Regions from separate parts of the Mus musculus genome. Here region 1 is linked to region 2. A link is a contact called in public ChIA-PET data. All regions are on one chromosome and are shown on one strand. The core of a region is the stretch at or near the end of the contact, and the rest is flanking DNA. Distances in the headings are between cores, read along the strand shown. Region 1 overlaps 8030442B05Rik (RIKEN cDNA 8030442B05 gene). Region 2 overlaps Prkcq (protein kinase C, theta).

Region 1 (6,210 bases), core at 2,423-4,922, 160 kb before region 2:
CCTCCTCCTTGCATCTCCTCTCCCTAATCTTCCTGTTCCTTCTCTGGTGTGGTTTCCAGAAGTGGCTCCTGATCAATGTGTAGTCCAGGCTGGCTTTCTGTCTCCACCTCCTAAGAGCTGGATTATCCCCAGCTTTCCCTGTACTTTAGTCATCAGACTGTATTTACAAAAGATTCCTGTAAGGGTGAGTCATATTATCTGGTTTTTATATCTTTAGTTTCCTTGAGAGGGCTACACTAAGTGATTATAATATATAATTTAGATTTGTATAAGTATATTCTATGATGTTGACAAATGGTTTAAGATGTATGGAAAGAGAAATCTATCTATCTATCTATCAATCATCTACTTATCTATCAACTATCAATCATCTATCATCTATTTATCTAGCAATCTATCTATCTATCTATCTATCTATCAATCAATCTACCTAATGCATCAATCTTTTTCTTCTACTCCTCCAGCCCCTTCTTCTATTTTCCTCCATAACTATCATCCTTCCATTAAAAAAAGATAAAGCATTTATGTTTTAAAAAATAAGTAAGTGGTTTGATATGGGAGAAAACGAAATAAGAAAAGATAATTACATTGTTGGATGGAGATAGTTTACAGGAACAATTAGTCTATGGACATGTGACTATAGACAGAATCTATCTATATATTTTTGCCTCCTAGTTTTATTTATCCATTTTTAAGCACTCTGATTTAAATAGGCAATCTTCATAACAGTCCTGCAAATATTTTTTATGCCTTTCCATGAATTAAGAAATGAGAAGAAGGGGCTGGGGAGATGACTCAGCAGTTCAGAGCACTGGCTGCTCTTTTAGAGGAGCTGAATTCAATTCCCAGCACCCACATGGTACCTCACAACTGTTTGTAACTCCAGTTTCAGGGCATCTGATACACTTTTCTCACCTCTGTAGGCATGGGGTACAAAACTGGCATAGACATACGTGCAGGGCAAAACACTCACACATTAAAAAAGGAGGAGAAGAGGAGGAGGAGGAGGAAGAAGAGGAGGAGGAAGAGGAGGAAGAAAGAAACAAGACTAAAATAAGTTAGAATATTTGCATAAAGTTCCAGAAATAAATGAAGAACAAGATTTGAATGTGTCTACGTGGTTCCAAGGCAACCTATATACCAAAGTGCTCCACTAGGCTGGGTTTGTAATGGCTTCTATGTCCTGAGACAAACTCAGAATTCATCCCAGCCAATGAATCTCAATCGCCCAGACACAAAGCAGATCTTATGAAAACAGTCATTTGATAGTCTTTAATGTAAAGGACTTTAAGCACAACCTGTTGCGATTTACCCTGGTTTCTAAAATTTACTTTAAAAGCTCAGAAAAAAAAAAACCCCACAGTATAAATCTTCATGGTAATGAGTAATTTTGCTAGAGGCTTATCATAACTGCTCAAGTACACATTCCAAACCAGTCACATATTTACTAGATCTTACAGCTCCAGAGACAAGAGCCAGAGGAGCAATGTCTTCTAGGACATGCTTCCGGACAGCAGAATTATAAATTCAGTCTTTTCCTGTGTTAGTGGCAGAATGTCTGACAGAGCAACTAAAGGAAGTATTAGCTCACTTAGGCTCACAGAGAATTCAGTCCCTTAGGGCGGGGGAAGCCACAACAGCAGGAGCAGGAGGCAGCTGGCCTTGCTGCATTGGCAGTCAGGAAGCAGGGAGAGAGGAATGTTGATTCTTAGTTATGAGCTCTGTCTCTCTGTCTCTCTGTCTCTCTGTCTCTCTCTGTCTCTCTCTCCTCTCCCCCCGACCCCATTCTGGGAACTTAGCCCATAGGGCCATGCTGCTCATACTCATCGGACTCTTCTCACCTCACTTACACCTCTCTGGAAATGTCCTCATTAACACTCTAAAGGTGGATCTCCTAGGCAAGTCTAAATCCAGTTAAGTTGACCATGAATATGAACCACTACAACCACCAAGCACACACACACACACACACACACACACACATCCCACAGGCATGCGTGCACACACTCGTACCATGCGCCGTCACAACTACTAAGCTGAGCAGGTACTCTTGTCTCCTCAGTGGGAGCACTGTCTTGCTACTGGCCTTCAAATCAGCACCTACGCTTCTTAAGGTGTAATTATTTTAATTTTGCACAGGTACAGCTTCAAATTATCTGCCGTGTCATACTATGTTTGCTCTGTCCAACTGACATTTGCGATGAGATAATTATTTAGCCAATGGAGAGATGGCGAGATTAGAGATATACAGAGTCCATCAGGTGACAAATATTTCCTCTTAAACCAGGCAAGCAGTTTGGTATACAAGACAATATTAATGAAGTTAGAAGAGATAATTACATTGTCAGGTGTGGATAGTTAAAGGAACCACAAGTCTATAGTCACACGACTGTGGGAAGAACTGAGAATCTGGGAAATCATTATCTAACCCTTTAGCGTTCTCTATATGTTTGGGAAGAGACAGCTCACCAGTGCGCAGTTCCATTGCACACCAGGATGTGGGAAAGAAAGATCCAGGAAGGCTATGAAAGTGACGACAGAGCCTCAGAAAGGTGAAGCTGCTCTGTGCATTTGAACGTCACCTCATACTTTATAGCTGCTGTAACTTCCTAGTAGGTTTCGTTTCTTGGAATAAGGCAGCGTGTAAATAAATACTCCTTGCTAAGCACACGTGCTACTTCTGAAGCCTTTTAAAACTTCATGTTGCACAGGTGACATGAATCTTGGCCAGAAGCCACTCACTGCAAGCATTTCTTCTGCTGCCTCTCTGCTACGTGTAGCAGAGTGAAGGTCACCATCCCTTATAGTCTGGACATAACTTACATGGGATCTCGGGTGTAAGACAGCAAGCGGCAGTATACCTAGCTGGACAAAGGCAGTTGTCTGAGAAAGAGATTCAAATCTAGAGGAACTACTTGGAGCAATTGGAATCCCATCTAAATACCAGTGAGAAAGGATCACATTGCTTCAACAGTGGGAGGCATTCCTGTTGAATACCAACAGGTATAGGCTCAGACTACACCTAGCACAGGAATGACAATGGAATGTCCTGCCACTCTAGGTAGAAGGTGACAAAGTAACAAGTAACAAAGTAACAAAGTAACAGGGGTTTGGTTTTCTGCCAGGTGGCTGCAGAGACTCCTATACCCCGACTGTGTGTTCCCCGGTGTGGAGAATGTCCTGGGGGGGGGGGTCTGTTAATCCTCCCAACCATCTTCTTTGCAACTGGCCTCTAGCTCCTTTCCAATTTGATGACTCAGAATTTCTAAATAAGAGAAAGGGGGACAGGGTCTTTTGGTTTTTCTTTTACCCACTTCTAAGCTTTTTGTTTTTTTGTTTTTGTTTTTGTTGTTGTTGTTGTTTTGTTTTGTTTTGTTTTTTGCTTTTTGAGACAGGGTTTTTCTGTGTAGCCCTGGCTGTCCTGCAACTCACTCTATAGACCAGCCTGGCCTCGAACTCAGAAATCCTCCTACCTCTGCCTCCCAAGTGCTGGGATTAAAGGAGTGGGCCACCACGCCCGGCTCACTTCTAAGCTTTTGTGTTCTGTTCGAAAAGTCAACTTGGGTTTTCTTGAAAAATCACATATAAACGAAGAGAAGGCCACTAAGGGTAGAGAGGCATGGTTTCTTGTAGTGACTTCCTGCTTCTGCCAAGGCAGACAGCCTGTGTCCTCAGCTCACCCTGGCTCTGGGAGCTGTATGCAAATAAGTGGTTTCAGTGCCTGCCCATAAGAGACTCATGAAGCAAGCAGAAACGAAACAAAAACAAACAAAGCTAAACCCAAAAACCACTGTTACCACCAACTACAAAAAACGCCTCATGACCAATGAATTCCATGAGATTCTTGTGGAGTGTGTGTGTGTGCTAGGGGGCTTTGGGGGACCCACTCTGCTTTGCCCTTTTAGCTGTGAGCGCTCTCAGGACTCACTTCCCTAATGAACTGTACTCAAGAATGGCAAAGAATTCAAAGCATTCACAGGATATATATATATATATATATATATATATATATATATATATATATATTTATAGCCATGTGGATTGCTATTTCTAAGGCTAATTTTCTTTGATGGGAAAACAGAAAAAGCAGTCAGGAGTCTTAAACCAATTTGCTAGACTTATTTCACAACTAGCCTTGATGGTAACCTTTTTCCTTTATTTTTTTTTTTAATTATTTATTTTAGTGAGTGTCGAGTCTCACTTGATAGCTCCAAGCAGGTTTTTGGATTTGTAAGCTTTCTGCCTTCTCCTCTGCACTGCTGGGATGGGTAGGCATGAGCTACCACACAGGGTGAAGTTGTGTTGTTGTAGTTGGTTTTGGTACTGGGGCTGTTAAGCAAGATGTATGTCTACCATTGACATACAGAGTCCCAACTCCGTAGAAAACAAAGTGAGGTAGGGTCTCACTGAGTTGCACAGATTGGCCTTGAACTCACTCTGTAGCTCATGTAGACTTTGAACTTGACAACCTTCTGCCTTAACTTGATGAGTATCTGGGATTAAATAAAGTCCTATGCTACAGGGTCCTGATAAAAGTGGATTTTTGTTTTTGTTTTTTGTCTTTTTTTTTTTTTTTTTTTTTTTTTTTTTTTTTTTTTTTTGGTCATTGCTATGTCCAAAGCAGGAGAAGAGAGGAAGAATTTGTTCTGATTCACAGTTCATGGCAGCAAGGCAAGGGAGCGTGAACATCAGAGAACTGTTCACATTGCACCCATAGTCAGGAGGCAGAGGGTAGTGAATGTTCTCAGCTAGCTTTCTCTATTTTACGGAATCCGGCTCATAGACAATGCTGCCCACATTTAGAGTGGGTCTTCCCAGTTCAAAGAACTTAATCTAGAACACCCAACTGGACATGCCCTAGGAAATACCCAGAGGCCTGTCTCTTCAGCAATCTTATAAGTTGATATTCAATATTAGTCTAGGTAGAAGGACAAAGTAACAAAGTAACAGGGGTCTGGTTTTCTGCCAGGTGCCTGCAGAGATGCACTTTTCATCTGCAAGAATTTTAAAAGGCCAACACCATTGCTGCCATTCAACAGTCATGGGTAGGCTGTGCAGCAGGGTCCCTGCCACAAGGACAAACCTCTCTGCTCTTTGGTTCTGCACTTCTGATAGCCATGTTTGATTTTAATAGTCACCTTCTAAGTGGCACCTATTGATCATGTGATCATCCAGATCTGTGTTTTACCCCAAAGCTGAATGAGAAATGGGAAACCCAGACAGGAAAAACTGAGCTTTGTTATGTGAGGAGTATATAAAATAGATTCAATCAGGAAATAGCTATATTTGTCTCTATTTGCGGTGGTCAAAGATAACAATCGGGACAGATTCTTTAGTTCGTCATTTCCCCTTACGTTCATTCCTAAGCATGGTCTTTAGGTAATTAAGACTTCATTTAAGAGATAAGTGGTCTAGAGTGGTCTAAATAAAACATGGGCCGTGTACACTTCCTCCAGGAACTTTTCAGGCTTCAGGTGGGACCACTACGACAATTGATTAGAAAGCAGTCCCGAATCTGTCTGCTGACCTCTCTCCTTTTCTCCTGTGTATTTTCTAAAGCTTATGTTACCTTAGGTTCATGGGAGCCATTTCAAGATATTTTAAAATATTTTTAGAGCTGAGTGCAAATTTTTACTTTTGATATTTATATTAAGGAGGCAAATAAAAAAGTTAGGGGCTGGAGAGATGGGTCAGTGGTTAAGAGCTCTTGTTGACGCGCATCTAGAGGACCTGAGTTCAGTTACAACTCTTGACATTATGTGGCTCACAACTACCCATGACTCCAGATTCAAGGAGTTTGATGCCCTTGTTTAGCCTTCTCAGGAACCCAAACACATGCGACACACACACACACACACACACTTTTTTTTTTTTTTTTTTTTTTTTTTATGTTTAGAGTAGCCTAACAGAAGAGAGCCGGAAGAGGCAGGAAGCAAAGTTTGGAGGGTCGGCAGGAGCAGTGAAGTGATTCTGGAAAATGATTCTTAGCAAAGGAGAGAGCCGGATCATAGGAAGGATTTGTGAGGCACTGGGCAGTTAGAATGATCAACATGCAGCCATTGGTGGGGTGCAGCAAGGAGAGTGGGAGCCCGAACAACAGCAGGAAAGGTTGCTTTTGTCGGGCAGTGGTGGCACACGCCTTTAATCCCAGCACTTGGGAGGCAGAGGCAGGTGGATTTCTGAGTTCGAAGCCAGCCTGGTCTACAGAGT
Region 2 (5,723 bases), core at 2,402-4,901:
TTGTTATAGGCAGAAGGTGGATGTTCTCATGAGCTCAGTGACTGGAGTCTCTCTCTCTCTCTCTCTCTCTCTCTCTCTCTCTCTCTCTCTCTCTCTCTCTCTCTCTCTCTGTGTGTGTGTGTGTGTGTGTGTGTGTTCACGTGTTTGTGTGTAGGCAATTAGTTGATGCTGATTTTCTTCTTTTTGCTCTCTACCCTATATTTTGAGACAGGATCTCTCACTGAACCCAGAGATCATCAATTTTGCTAGAGCAGTTGGGTCGGCAAGCCCCAGGGATCTTTCTCATTGTGTTTCCTCAGTACTGGAATCACAAACACAGACATGATGCCTGGGCTTTTCACCAGGTGCTCAGGCTCTGGACTCAGGTCCTCTTACTTGCATCATAAACACTTTACTGATGGAGCCAATTCCCTAACACTTAGCATATTTTTTAATTTAAAAAGTGGACAATATTTCACTGCTATGCTTTAGGTTCGCAGTGCTTAGGAAGGGTGAGACAAAAATAAGAAATGAAAACAAACAGAACAAAACCCAGTTGCCTAATCAGGAATGGTTGTACTTGTCTATAATCCCAGGCCTCAGGAGGTTGAGGCAGGAAGATCATAAGTTTGAGACCAACCTGGGCCATTTCAAAACCCTCAGACCAAGCAAATCACCAAAAGAAACAAACACACAAAACACAACAGTTATTACTTGTCTCAAAATGTTTAACATGCAGAGGAGAATATGTACTGTAATTAGAATTAAACTTGGAAATGAAGAAAGAAAAGAATTTAACTTGTAATTATAACTGCTCAGCAAAATAGGATTATTATAATTTTATTATAATAATTGAAATAATTGATTATTATAATATTTGAAATGCCTTCCATAGTCTTATATGATGAGCCCTTGGTGCCTAGTATGGTAGTATGAATATGCTGGGCCCTGAGAATGGCACCATTAGGTGTGGCCTTGGAGGAAGTGTGTCCCTGTGGCAGTGGGCTTTGAGACCCTTCTTCCAGTTGCCTGGAAGCCAGTCTCTTCCTGTTGGCCTTCAGAACAAGATGTAGAATTCTCAGCTCCTCCAGTACCTTGTCTGCCTGTATGATGCCATGTTTCTTGCTGTGATAATAATGGACTGAACCCCCAAACCAGCAAGCCAACCCCAATTAAATGTTGTTCTTTATAAGAGTTGCCTTGGTCATGGTGTCTCTTCATGCCAATGGAAAAATCTAACTAAGACACCTAGATTGTGGCATTACTTTGAAGGCCATAGAGTCTTGTGAAGGTAGGGCCCTGATGACAGAGGTAGGTCACTGGGATGGCCTTCAAAGTTACATGCTTTTCTGGTTCTGACCTGTGTTCTTTGCTTATTGATATAGCAAGTTGTGAACAACCCCACCACGTAGTCCTACTTGCATAGAGCCCCAAAAGCGTCATTATGATTAAATTGGCTGAGTGCCTAAGAAATTACTGTGACTCTTCATTGAGTTAAATCAATAGTTCTTAGCTGGACAGTGGTGGTACATGCCTTTAATCCCAGTACTTTGGAGGCAAAGGCAGAGAGGCAGAGGCAGAGGCAGAGGCAGAGGCAGAGGCAGAGGCAGAGGCAGAGGCAGAGGCAGAGGCAGAGGCAGAGGCAGAGGCATGCCAACTGGTCTACAAAGCAAGTTCCAGGACATCCAGAGTTACACAGAAAGAAAGAACAAAAATAAATCAAAACAAAAGAATATATATATAATACACACACACACACACATATATATATATAGCATTATTTCGTTTCTGGGAGACATAATATATTTAGCAGCCTGAGGATTTGTGCAGTTACATGTCTCCTTTGGGTCCCATGAAGATCACAACTGTGCTTACCCATCTTCCCTGCTCTCTGACTTATCCTTCTTTGCACAACAAATGACCCTGAGACTTAAATACCAGCCATTTATTTTTGCTTGCAATTAATTGCAATCAAATAGAATTGTGCTCAGTTGGACAGCTCAGATCTTATGTCACATGAGCCAGCACAGTGGGGACAGCTAGGACAGCCCAGCTTCTCTCTCCATGAGGTCCCTCATCCTCCCGGAAGTGTCTTGGGCTTGTCAGTATGGCAGTTGCTCTAGAAGAGGATGAGAGGGAAGGACACTGCTGGGCCTTTCAAGGCTAGGCACTGAACTCAGACAACGTACTTCAGCCTCATATATAACTGGTCAAAGATTTCGGGGCAGCTTTGACTTCAGGGGCGGGTGATAGGCTCTCTTGACTAGAAGACCGTTAAAGAATCTGTGGTTTGTTTTAATACCTTACCATGCCTATCTTCTCAAGCGCTGAGCATTAAGTACTGGAAACATTATTATTTTGTAGACAGGCCAAACATTGTCAATTAAACTAGAATCCAATGCTTAGCGCCAGACTTTTACTTTACGCTTATGCAAAGGTCCTTTTTTGGTATGTGTTCATCAGGTGTATGTTTTTGTGTAGGGTGGTGTATATGTGTGGTTTCTGAGCATGTATGTATGTGGGTGCATCTGATTGTGGGCCTGTTCAGAGACCAGAGGATGTGCAGTGCCTTATTCTAATCCCCTCTTCCTCTTTTTCTTTAGACAGGGTATCTAACTAAACCCAGAGCCTCATGGGCAGTCTGTGGAATGGCAGGCATGGAGATGTTACCTTTTACAGGAGGAGATGTAATCTAAGGTTCTGTTGCTTGTGTCAAGTTAACTCTGAAAAGATAAGCTCTATGATGCTATTGTCTTTGCAGCCCCAGCACTATCTCTGAGATGCTGTGGCTTTGCAGTCTTCTGAGGGACAAGCTGGTGCTTGGTGAAGAAAACTGTACCACCTGGTACAGGGGAGCAAACTTAGGGCCTGGGCCCGAGTCAAAGGACACCTCGATGAGAAGCTGAGGCTGAAGTCCCTGGGTACAGGGTCTTCCCTGTCATCTAACCTTTATTGGGAATATACACATAGGCATAGGGACTGTGGGAGGAGCAAAGAGATGAAGGTGCTCATAGGTTTGCAAGTGAGACCATCTCAGAACAAAGTCAACTCCATCGTATCCCATTTCTATATCTTAAGCAAATGTCTGAAACTCTGTGACTAAATTCTTCTATGTGCAAATCGAGGCATAAAGTAGACATACTTCCTAGGAGTCTCTGAGGGGTTGGATCTGTCCATGTTCTGAAGATTCAAAGAGTTAACCCACAGAAAATGCTTTTGAATGGCCAGTGGAGAAGTAAGCTATGGTTTTCCCAGATACCCTTCGAAGATTTTCCCATATAGCCTTTGAAGTGCTTCCTGATGAAAATATAACAACTCACACTACGGATCAATCCATATGCCTAGAATAAGCCTTAATTACTGGCCAAGTTGATGAGCTGACTCAAATATTTATTCAATAAACACTAGCTAAACCATCAAATGGGTTGTAAGGTGTTTTACTGGATACATGGATGTGATTGGGAGTTAGTTCCAGATAAGCTATGAGAACTCAATTTGGGGTTAGCCTCTCCTCCTAGAGGGGATTGGGAAAGGAGACGGTGAGCTTCTTCGCTTTCTTGCCCTCTTATCCTACAAGGAGTGCTGTGATGGTGTCAGGGACAGGATGAGAAACAGAACTGTCACTGCAGGGGACACCAATGGCAACACACTTCTGTGTTTACTGCTGCATTAACACCACACCCCACTTCCTCCTAAGGGTGTGTGACACTTTTCAGAGAAAATACAACGTTCACTGGTATCACCACAATGAGCGGAAATAGCTGTCCCCAGATGAACTGATAGTTTATGCAAAATAGTGTTAGGTGGAGTCCTCCATGTGCTAGTGTGGATGGACAATGCTGATGCGGGCCATTTCTGTCACATAAAGGATGCTGCAGGCAGAAGGGAAATAAATGTGAGCAGATATGTGTGTGTGTGCCTGAGTCTGTGTGAATTGCCTGTGTCTTGTTCTTACACTGAAGCATTCTCACTTATAAATGAGCAGGTTGTAAAAATTTAGTCAAAGTTTGAAGCTTCAACTCCATGAAAACTATAAAATTAGGCAACACTTTCATTTCTGGGCCAGCCTGCTGACTTGCCCATTTAGAAGGAGGTCAAAATAAATGTATTCTATAAAACCCATTACTTTCTGCTACTGCTCCAATGTACAGGCCGCTCGATTTGTTTTTCCTCTGACATTCCATTAACTGTGGGTTGACTAATCAGTTAATTGAGGCCTAATTCCTTTTTAAACATTTAAAAATGGTATTTTCATTTTTCTATCTGTGTGTATGAGCATTTGTGCATGGGGAGAGGGTGTGAGGAAGCACATGTTTCACAGCATGCAGATAACATGTTCCACAGCATGCATGCAGATAACATGTTCCACAGCATGCATGCAGATAACATGTTCCTCAGCATGCATGCAGATAACATGTTCCACAGCATGCATGAAGATAACTTATAGGAGCTGGATTTCTTCTTTTACCATGTGGATCCTGGGATCAAAATCAGTTATAACATATAAAATACAAATTAGTTTGAATGAAAGGATTAGTTTGGCTGTATTTTTGGCCACAACAGGAGCAGGTACTACATATCTGAAGGATGGAGGCAGAAGCTTAGTAATACCTAAAACGTGTCCTGGGGATCTTCCAATAGCAGCATCACCTGAGAAGTCTCTAGCACCCTGGACCTGCTATGTTAAAACTATAGCACTCAGCAAGCTAGGCTTCAGCAAGTACTCCAGGTTCCTGCGATGCCCACTCTAGATACAGAATCTGCACTTGAGCGAACCACACAAGGCGAGGCCTGCATTGTCTTACTCCCTTATTCTGCACAGTATCTTGCCCAGTGCTTGCGTCTTAGGAGGTTCTAAATCTGTCCTCCTCAACCAGGTTGCTGTTACTCCAAGTGAACACGTGCTCAAGACTAGAGACACTAGAGCTGATGTAAACAGAGGGGTCAGATGCTATTGCCTGAAGGTTAAAGCCAGGGTTATTACGAAGCAACCCACAATGCTCAGGGTGCCACCACCCACTAAACAGGGCAGCATAGCTGAAGATAAGACGCCTCTTCTCAATTAGTGACTAAAGTGGCAGCAGCAAGAACCTCTCCCTGGTCCATTCTCCCCATCTGCCAGCACCACTTCACGTTCAGTGACTTCTAGGCTCACAGTGAGAAGGAAACACAGGGAGTAAGCATAATCAGTCTTTCTCTCTCTCCCTCACTCCCATCTCATCCAGGGTGCATGGAAAACCTAGGGATTGACCTACAATACGTTCACAATGAACCAGTGAATGGATGGATCAAATAAAACAAAGCAATTACGCTAGTTCTTTTTGTTTCACGGTGGCCACATCCTTGACAGGAACAAAGGGTGAATGATTCATGATGGCTTACAGTTTCAGAGAGTTTTCGTCCATCATAGTGGGGAAGGGAGAGCAGAGCCACTCAGTGCACTTCACTGGAGGCATGTGACAGAGGCCATTCATGTCAGGGCAGGCCAGAAGTACAGACAACAGAATTCAGGGAGGGGATTTAACCCTCAAGCAGCTGGCCTACATGACCTTCTATCAGTAACCTTCCCCCCTTAAAGTCTCCACAGCCTCTCCACCTAGCATTAACAGGTTTTCTGTTTTCATTCTGTTGTTTGACAAATACCAGGATCAAAAGATACTCAGGAAGAAAGGGTGTATTTGGCTTTCACTTCCAAGTCACACTCCATCACTGAGGGAAGTCAGGGGAGGAACTCAAGCAGGAGC

What was found. ChIA-PET counts read pairs in DNA pulled down with a chosen protein or histone mark.
Region 1: a contact with region 2 is called in an RNA polymerase II ChIA-PET map of memory CD8 T cells, with 157 read pairs. The contact joins two enhancer-like sites. A contact is called at or near these places in 3 of 115 datasets of contacts at active chromatin or transcription factors (CD8 T cells, effector CD8 T cells and memory CD8 T cells) and 1 of 9 other capture datasets (adipose tissue).

The regions. Positions count from the first base shown.
Region 1 is chr2:11,372,758-11,378,967 of GRCm38.p6, reverse strand. All of the region lies in intron 1 of 8030442B05Rik (RIKEN cDNA 8030442B05 gene), which reads left to right. Among named protein-coding and RNA genes, the nearest start is that of Gm13291, 9.1 kb to the left of the region's middle. Within about 2 kb of position 3,672, at least 199 of the 459 cell types and tissues checked have an H3K27ac peak or open chromatin away from gene starts, as enhancers often do. A contact at or near this core is called in CD8 T cells, adipose tissue, effector CD8 T cells and 1 more, where this site is marked.
Region 2 is chr2:11,216,294-11,222,016 of GRCm38.p6, reverse strand. All of the region lies in intron 1 of Prkcq (protein kinase C, theta), which reads right to left. Among named protein-coding and RNA genes, the nearest start is that of Prkcq, 47 kb to the right of the region's middle. Within about 2 kb of position 3,651, at least 47 of the 459 cell types and tissues checked have an H3K27ac peak or open chromatin away from gene starts, as enhancers often do. A contact at or near this core is called in CD8 T cells, adipose tissue, effector CD8 T cells and 1 more, where this site is marked.